Regions from separate parts of the Danio rerio genome. Here region 2 is linked to region 1. A link is a contact called in public HiChIP or PLAC-seq data. All regions are on one chromosome and are shown on one strand. The core of a region is the stretch at or near the end of the contact, and the rest is flanking DNA. Distances in the headings are between cores, read along the strand shown.

What was found. HiChIP or PLAC-seq counts read pairs in DNA pulled down with a chosen protein or histone mark.
Region 2: an H3K4me3 HiChIP or PLAC-seq map of embryo shows a contact between it and region 1, with 4 times the contacts expected there. The contact joins the promoter of ikzf5 here to the promoter of gpr26 in region 1.

Annotation. Positions count from the first base shown.
Region 1 is chr17:23,018,643-23,022,262 of GRCz12tu, reverse strand. It overlaps gpr26 (G protein-coupled receptor 26), which reads left to right and starts at 1,705. Exons shown (of 3, transcript XM_021473117.3): 1 at 1,705-2,679. The coding sequence starts at 2,009. It also overlaps a transcript of ikzf5 not described here.
Region 2 is chr17:23,219,678-23,223,297 of GRCz12tu, reverse strand. It overlaps ikzf5 (IKAROS family zinc finger 5), which reads right to left and starts at 1,818. Exons shown (of 4, transcript NM_205601.1): 1 at 1,462-1,818; 2 at 933-1,085. The coding sequence starts at 1,065.

The DNA.
Region 1 (3,620 bases), core at 456-2,955:
TGTCTAAGGCAGTAAAATTTGCTTTTCATTTTTACTCTCATACCCTCCAACATGTACTGTAAATGCCTTTTTCTTAAGCCAAAGATTTTGTTCAAACTGTAGTCCTTGGTGACTTATCAAATCAGTTTGATGACTTTGAGGGTCAACAAAAGTTGAGGCAACACAAAAAATGGCTGTGATTTGTGGTGATAAATTGTAAAAAGTTCTTCTATGCGGTTGTCTTTATGCGTCTCTCAGAGGCTGTAGATTAGAGATAATAATGCTGTGAATAATGTTTTGTTTCTTGCACAGTCATATCATTTGCTTCCCAATATGTCAATTCCTTTAATTTATTTTTATTTTTTTACTCTTAATCCTGGAAGCTACTGGATTGCATTTCACAAAATTATCAACATCCATAATTGCAAAAAAAAAAAAAAAATAAATAAATAAATATCCAGTAATGTGCAAATTATACATTGACGATTGGGGTTGGGTCAAGTTTTTCAGTTATGTTTGGTAATATGCCTCAGTGAACCAAAATTATCTTTTTAATTACATCTAATTTATTAATCAAACTTTTGTTTTAGAGTTGAGGGATATTGAGTGATTCTCAATGACATTTGTAATTATTGAATAAGTGATGACAGGTTTGCATTCCTTCACCTATTTGCATGACTATGAAAGATGGTACATATTTTTTAACTTACTGTTTAACTTCCATGTGGGCAAGTGTTTTAAAACATACAAACTATGCATTAAGTTTAATGGACACCTATAGTTCAAAAGCCTATTTTACAAGACACATGTATTGTGAACACTTATGCTGTCTGTTGGTGCTTAAATTGTTGGCGCAAACATGCATTCACAATGGTATGAACCATTATGGGGGAGGTCAAATGTATATTTACATTTTCTATAATTTAATTATTACTATTATTTAAGATACAGATCAGAGCAAACTATTTCTCAACTATTAAACTATTAAAACATCTACTTTTATGTTCTTCAGGGGGGATTAAGCATTAATTAGAGGGTCAGACCCCCAAACCCCCCTTTAATTTGCACCCTGGTATTCAGTATGTTCTGCTGAATTAAAAAAAAAAAAGTCACCTACATCTTATGGCCTGTGGGTAAATTGACAGCTAATTTTCATTTTGGAATGAATTATCCATTTAACAAGTGATATTTATGTCTTAGCCATGTGTGCGGGGATGCTCTGCTGTGGTATCCTATACTATAACTTCCATTTTTGATAAAGGTTTTTGTATACATGTCTTTGTGTTTTTTTTTTCATTGATTTGTAAATAAAAAACTAAATTCTGACCTCATATCATTCGCACTGTAGCATGTAAATACAGAAATATTAAAGTTTCAGACACAGTCTCATCCATGATATACAAATGTTAAAACAAAATATGCAAAAAAAGACTAATCGTGTTTCTAAATAAATGCATTCAGCTCTTCGGCACCTTTCAGACTGAAGCTGAGTGCGCAAGGCGAGCGAAGATAACATCGTACCACGAGACCCAGGGCTTTTGCCTCATCGTGACGTGAAAGAGTTCCCTTCGACAAATATAAACACTTTCTAAATTTAGTCCCCTCACTATTTTAATTCCCTGACGATTCCTTTGACGCTAGTCACGTGTGGGTATTTCGTGATAGCGTGTGGGGGGGTGGGGGTGACATTTTGACATATAAAGCTGCTTCAAGGGCGAATTCTGCATTAGAAGAGCGCACAAACCATAACTGCGCACTTGCGCGTGACATTCCTTCAGGGTTGTGAGGGAGAGCGGATTAAGCGTCCACTCCTGAAATCTCGCGTTCCAACTGTTTGGATGGATTGTGCCAACACTTCGCGGACTAAACGGTGGTTAGAGCTATGGGGAGCCGTCCATCGAGTAGCCGCGCGCCGCTGGATATCACGCCCGGGGATCTACAAGTTGTATTGATACAGTTTAGTTCCCCGTCATGAACTGTCCTGGAGTTGCACTACAAAGTTGGGGGCTTTAAAAGAGCGGGGAACATCATGCACACAGCGGAGCTCGCGCTTTCCTTTCTCCTCATCTTGATCATCGTAGTGTCGGTGCTGTCCAACGTGCTGGTGCTGATCTGCTTCCTGTACAATGCAGAGATACGCAAGCAGGTCCCTGGCTTGTTTATACTCAACCTGACGTTCTGCAACCTGCTTCTGTCCGCCTCCAGCATGCCGCTGACTCTTTTCGGGGTGCTAAGTAATGCGCACCCTGGAGGACACGTTTTCTGCCAGGTGGTCGGCTTTCTGGACACTTTCCTGACCACCAACTCTATGCTGAGTATGGCTGCGCTCAGCATCGACCGGTGGGTTGCAGTGGTGTTCCCTTTGAGTTATCATTCCAGGATCCGTCACCGGGACGCTGTGATCGCTCTGGCTTACACGTGGGTGCACTCGCTATCCTTCTCGGTGGTCGCCGCGTGTCTCTCCTGGGTGGGCTACCATCAGCAGTACGCTTCGTGCACGCTCTGTAACGGCAGGGCTGTTCATGCCAAGACGCAATTCGCGATTTACACGCTGGTGCTGCACTCGCTTACGTTCCTGCTGGTGTCGGTGGTACTCTGCGTCACCTATCTGAAAGTGCTCAAAGTCGCGCGCTTTCACTGCAAGCGCATAGACGTGATCACCATGCAAACCCTCGTACTGTTGGTGGACATACACCCGAGGTAAGGACATATACTGTGCGCATATACTGTTTTTTTTAACTGGTTTAACCACAGTCCAGATGCTTTACATTTTTTTGCACTACATAAAAAATAACAAAACACTACTTTTCTTTTTTCACTGTAAGGTGAACCCCAAATATTTTATGTATGCATCGTTGCAAATCCCCTTTCTGAAACCAAATACGGTGACGATGATGTAAGAATATGACAGCCTATTGTAGCTGTAAATTCATAGAAAACAATAAAAAGGCAAAGACAGGAAGGCCACACTCCATCAAAAATAGACAAATGCAACAGCTATGTAATATGACACGGAGACAGTGATACAAACACAAAGACCACCACGTTAACAAAGCAAATAAGCTTTGATAATAATGTAGGTCGAAAGGGAAATTCTGGGAATACCCCATTCTCTATACTGCCATCCTTCCTTATTAAAATTTTTTCTTCTTTTTCTCTTTTTGCATAGAAATGCATGGATTTTGTTATAGAAGAGCCATTTTGGGTACATCTAAGAAACTTACTGAGAATTTCTCCTGCTGTATTTAAGGTCTAAATGGACTGATAAAACAATGATTTAGATACGGCCATTCTGTACGAGGAGGAATTAAAACAATCTAAATGAAACACTTTAAAAACAGAAAACTTACTGGAGGAAAAAATAGGATGAAATCAATGAATGAATTGACTGATTTTATGTTAATAATATGTAGTCATGAAATCCATCAGATTATAAACGTTTTAAAACAATTTAATCTAATTATAAGTCCACTTGAAATCTGATGAAATAATCTAGATTCATTATACTGTATAATTAAGATGTTTGTTACTACCCTTATATATTCTTACTCTATATGTGGTTAAATAAACTGATATATATATATATATATATATATATATATATATATATATATATATATATATATATATATATATATAAT
Region 2 (3,620 bases), core at 569-3,068, 200 kb before region 1:
TTTTACGTTTTTTTTTTTTTTTTTTGTATCCACCCAATATAACCAAATATCCGCTATCAATTAAATAGTGGAAAATCTTCTCTCGTTTACCTGTTCAACACTCCTACATACAGTCTCACATACTTTGCAGATCCACAAAGATGCACGTTTTTGGGATTTAAAAATTCATCCGGCCCGTGTTACTAAATATCCTAAAATGTCTGGGATTCAACTTTTGCTTTCACTTTCTAAAGCTTGTAAGCATTTTTGCATTACTCTTTTATCAAAGGCTACTTTCCGCTTGCTTCACAGCTGACAGCAAGCGCAGCCATGAGACCAAGAGAAAAAGTAAATGATAGTTTCTTTAATCTAAATGATTCAGAAAAACTTTACTATATACTTGGAGAGGAAGAAATAACTGGTCTAATGTGGCTGCAAAATATATGTACACCATTAGTAATGGTTATTGCATTTGCATTATTTATATAATCTACACGTTTTAATCTTGTAACTATATAAACTTTTAGAGATATTGTTTGTTTCATTTCTTTTTTGTCATTTATTTCTCATTAAATGATTATTTCAAGTTAATATATTAAATAGGCTATTTTATATACATATCTTAAAAGCTTTGGCATTCAAGTTTGCTTTGAGCTTGAATAAGAAAGAGAAGATTTTACCCTGTCAGTGGCTGCATGTGGCTTCTGAATAGCATTCTGGTGTTAGAAATAGTGGATTTTTTTTATTTCAACATTTTTTACTTCAACCTATTAAAAAGAAACAGTATAAAACTGTCATAAAAAATACAAATACTGTTAAAAATTCAATTATGTTTTGTTTGTTGCATATAGCTAACTATTTATGTCATTTAAGTAAATGGTCTGGTTTCAAACCTGTGGAAAGCACTAATAAAAAAATATATTGTGTATATATTTCAGACAGACATAAATTACCTCCTTGCAGATCATCACTGTCTTTCACACCGATGACAGACCCTGATATCATGTTGACATGTTGGGTCTGTTGGCTCAGGTACTCCTGAAAGTCCTTCACGAAATCCAGGGGTTCTGGCTTCTCCTCGCCCATTGAAGATCTAGAGTCTTCCACTGTGGTCAAACAGGCTGTAGCGTAAATAAAATATAACCAAACAGATGCATATACAAAAGAAAATCTTTGTAAAGCGACGCTTATATCAAACAACAACATTAGACTTTACAGGCATACTGTAAAGTGTGAATCCAATCGAACCCTTTACAATAACAGTCCCATGCCAGCAAATACAGTAAACAAAGCTGCAAAATCTTCAGCTCGTAAGTTCAAGCTGAACTTGTGGCAGTTGTAACAAACATTACTGAGTTGTATTAGTCTGACTGTTATTCAGTTGACAAGGTAACAGGCGTTGCTATAATAGCGAGTAACGTTGACGTCGCCAAGCTTTCCCAAGCATTATGCGATCATTTAACAACAATGAACAACAGTTACCTTTTCAAGGGTGTCAGCTGAATTAAAACCACACTCGGTTGCTGGATTTGTTGACTGACGACTCCGTTATTTAAGGAGTTTTTAGAAAAATCTGACCGAGAAAAGCTCCATGGTGATGCTGGACAGCTAACGTCAGCGAGTTAGCGCGACTGGATCAATTAAAACGGGATTTAAACGAGCTTTACATTTAAGCGGCAGCTGGACTGACGTCTTTTAAACATGCTCCTTTTGTCTTTTTGGACTGTGTCATTGGCGAATGAAGTGCAAAAACAACCTTTGGAGAGCCAAAATGATGCTATGCGCCATCAAAACAAAAGAAAACGTAGGGGTGAAAGTTCAATTTGGCGGTGCGCCGCTAAAATGATTCCGTCTTCGTTCCGATGGTTGAATATTTAGTTCCTGTGTGTCAGTACTTTGAAGAGCGGGTTGAATTCAAGTAATCCAACCTAGTATCCCCATTCCCCAAATGAGTGAATATAAAAGTGAGTTATATACATTTTCTGTATTTTGACAGAAATTGTAAAATGTACAATTGTCAAAACGACAAATATTTTTTTCTACCCCCTGATAAAACAAAAAAACAAAAAAACAAAACATGCGTTCTTTGGTAGTAGGCCTATTTAAACTAACTCACGTTATAAACTTATCTGATGCTCTATCAGTTTCTATCTTGCTAGTCTTGTAAATGACGCGGTCGTCGTCATCGACGAAAGGACAACGTTTTGATGGAAAAACAGCTGCACAAAAGGCTTGTATTTAAAGGTGGAGATTAGCTTGATGGTTTGTGTAGTTCTGTCGTGTCTGATAACATGACACAGTATACTGCTAAGAGATTACAAAGATGATTGGAAAGCTCACTTTTAGTCACTCAATGAGCAACGACTAAGCCTTTGATAAAATATTTTGTTTCCATCCTGTTACAAGGTACAATTTCATTCAGAAATTGCTAGCAAATTGCAACGTTTAGCTACAAAGAAATGGCAAGTTGCATTTAACCATAATATTTTAAAGTAAAAAAAAATAGTTAGATAGTCAAATAGATTTATCTTGTAAATCATACATCAGTAGTCAGTTTTTTCCATTAAATGCTAATTTAAAAAATTAGAATCTATATAAAAGTCATCCTTTTATTTTTGTTTTGTTATTCTGCGTGGCCAGCAGGGGGCGCTCAACCTGCAGTCTGTGTGAGACGTAATGCCCCAGTGGGGCACTGAAGAGGACACTGTACTGTCAGTGAGCACCGTCTTTTGGATGAGACGTTTAACGGAGGTCCTGACTCTCTGTGGTTATTAAAAATACAAAGACACTTCTCGTAAAGAGAAGGGGTGTAACCTCTGTTTCTGGCCAATTCTTTCCATTGGCCATTAGCCATCATAATCATCCCCATGCACTGAATTGGCTCCATCACTGTCCCTATAGCTGGTGTGTGGTGAGCGCACTGGTGCAGTTGTCCTGTGGCTGCCTTTGCATCATCCAGAGACTCCCCTCATGATTGTGAAGCACTTTGGATGTATGGTCATACACGATAAATGCGCTATATCAAAATATTACATTGGATAAATAATATAGAAATTCAAAATGATACTTTTTGCAAGACTCCTACATTTGAAATATTTCTTGAATTACAGCTTAACCATAAAAAATTGGTATTCATAACCACAGAGGTTCTGCATAACAGCAATGATCCATTTATTTTAAAAACCTTTTAGAATTCTGCATCAAGTGCATTGATGATTCATCGCCTTTTACCAGATTAGCTAAATACATGGATAATTTCCATATTCAAATGTCATGGGCAATTTGATGAGTACTTGAGCCAATTGCATTACTTTAAATAGCAGGATTGGCTCATTCATGTTTCATAGCGTTTAATATTTAACTAGAGGGGAAGTTAGCTGAAGATCGCATTGCCCCATTTGTGTCAGGGTTGTAGGAAAACCATTGAAGAGGGTGTGACAAACGACCAGTTAGAGCGAGAGCTCTGGATACTTATGACACTCTTCAGAGATGTAATGAGAGGCTTCTAGTGTAACATGCAGCAATTCATTGCCTGTGATCATGGTTCAGATGACCAGAGAACAAGCGCCCTGGCTCCCAGTGTTAACAAACAATCTACTGTATACATAGCCTTATTGTGTAGGTACAATAAAACAGTTGTT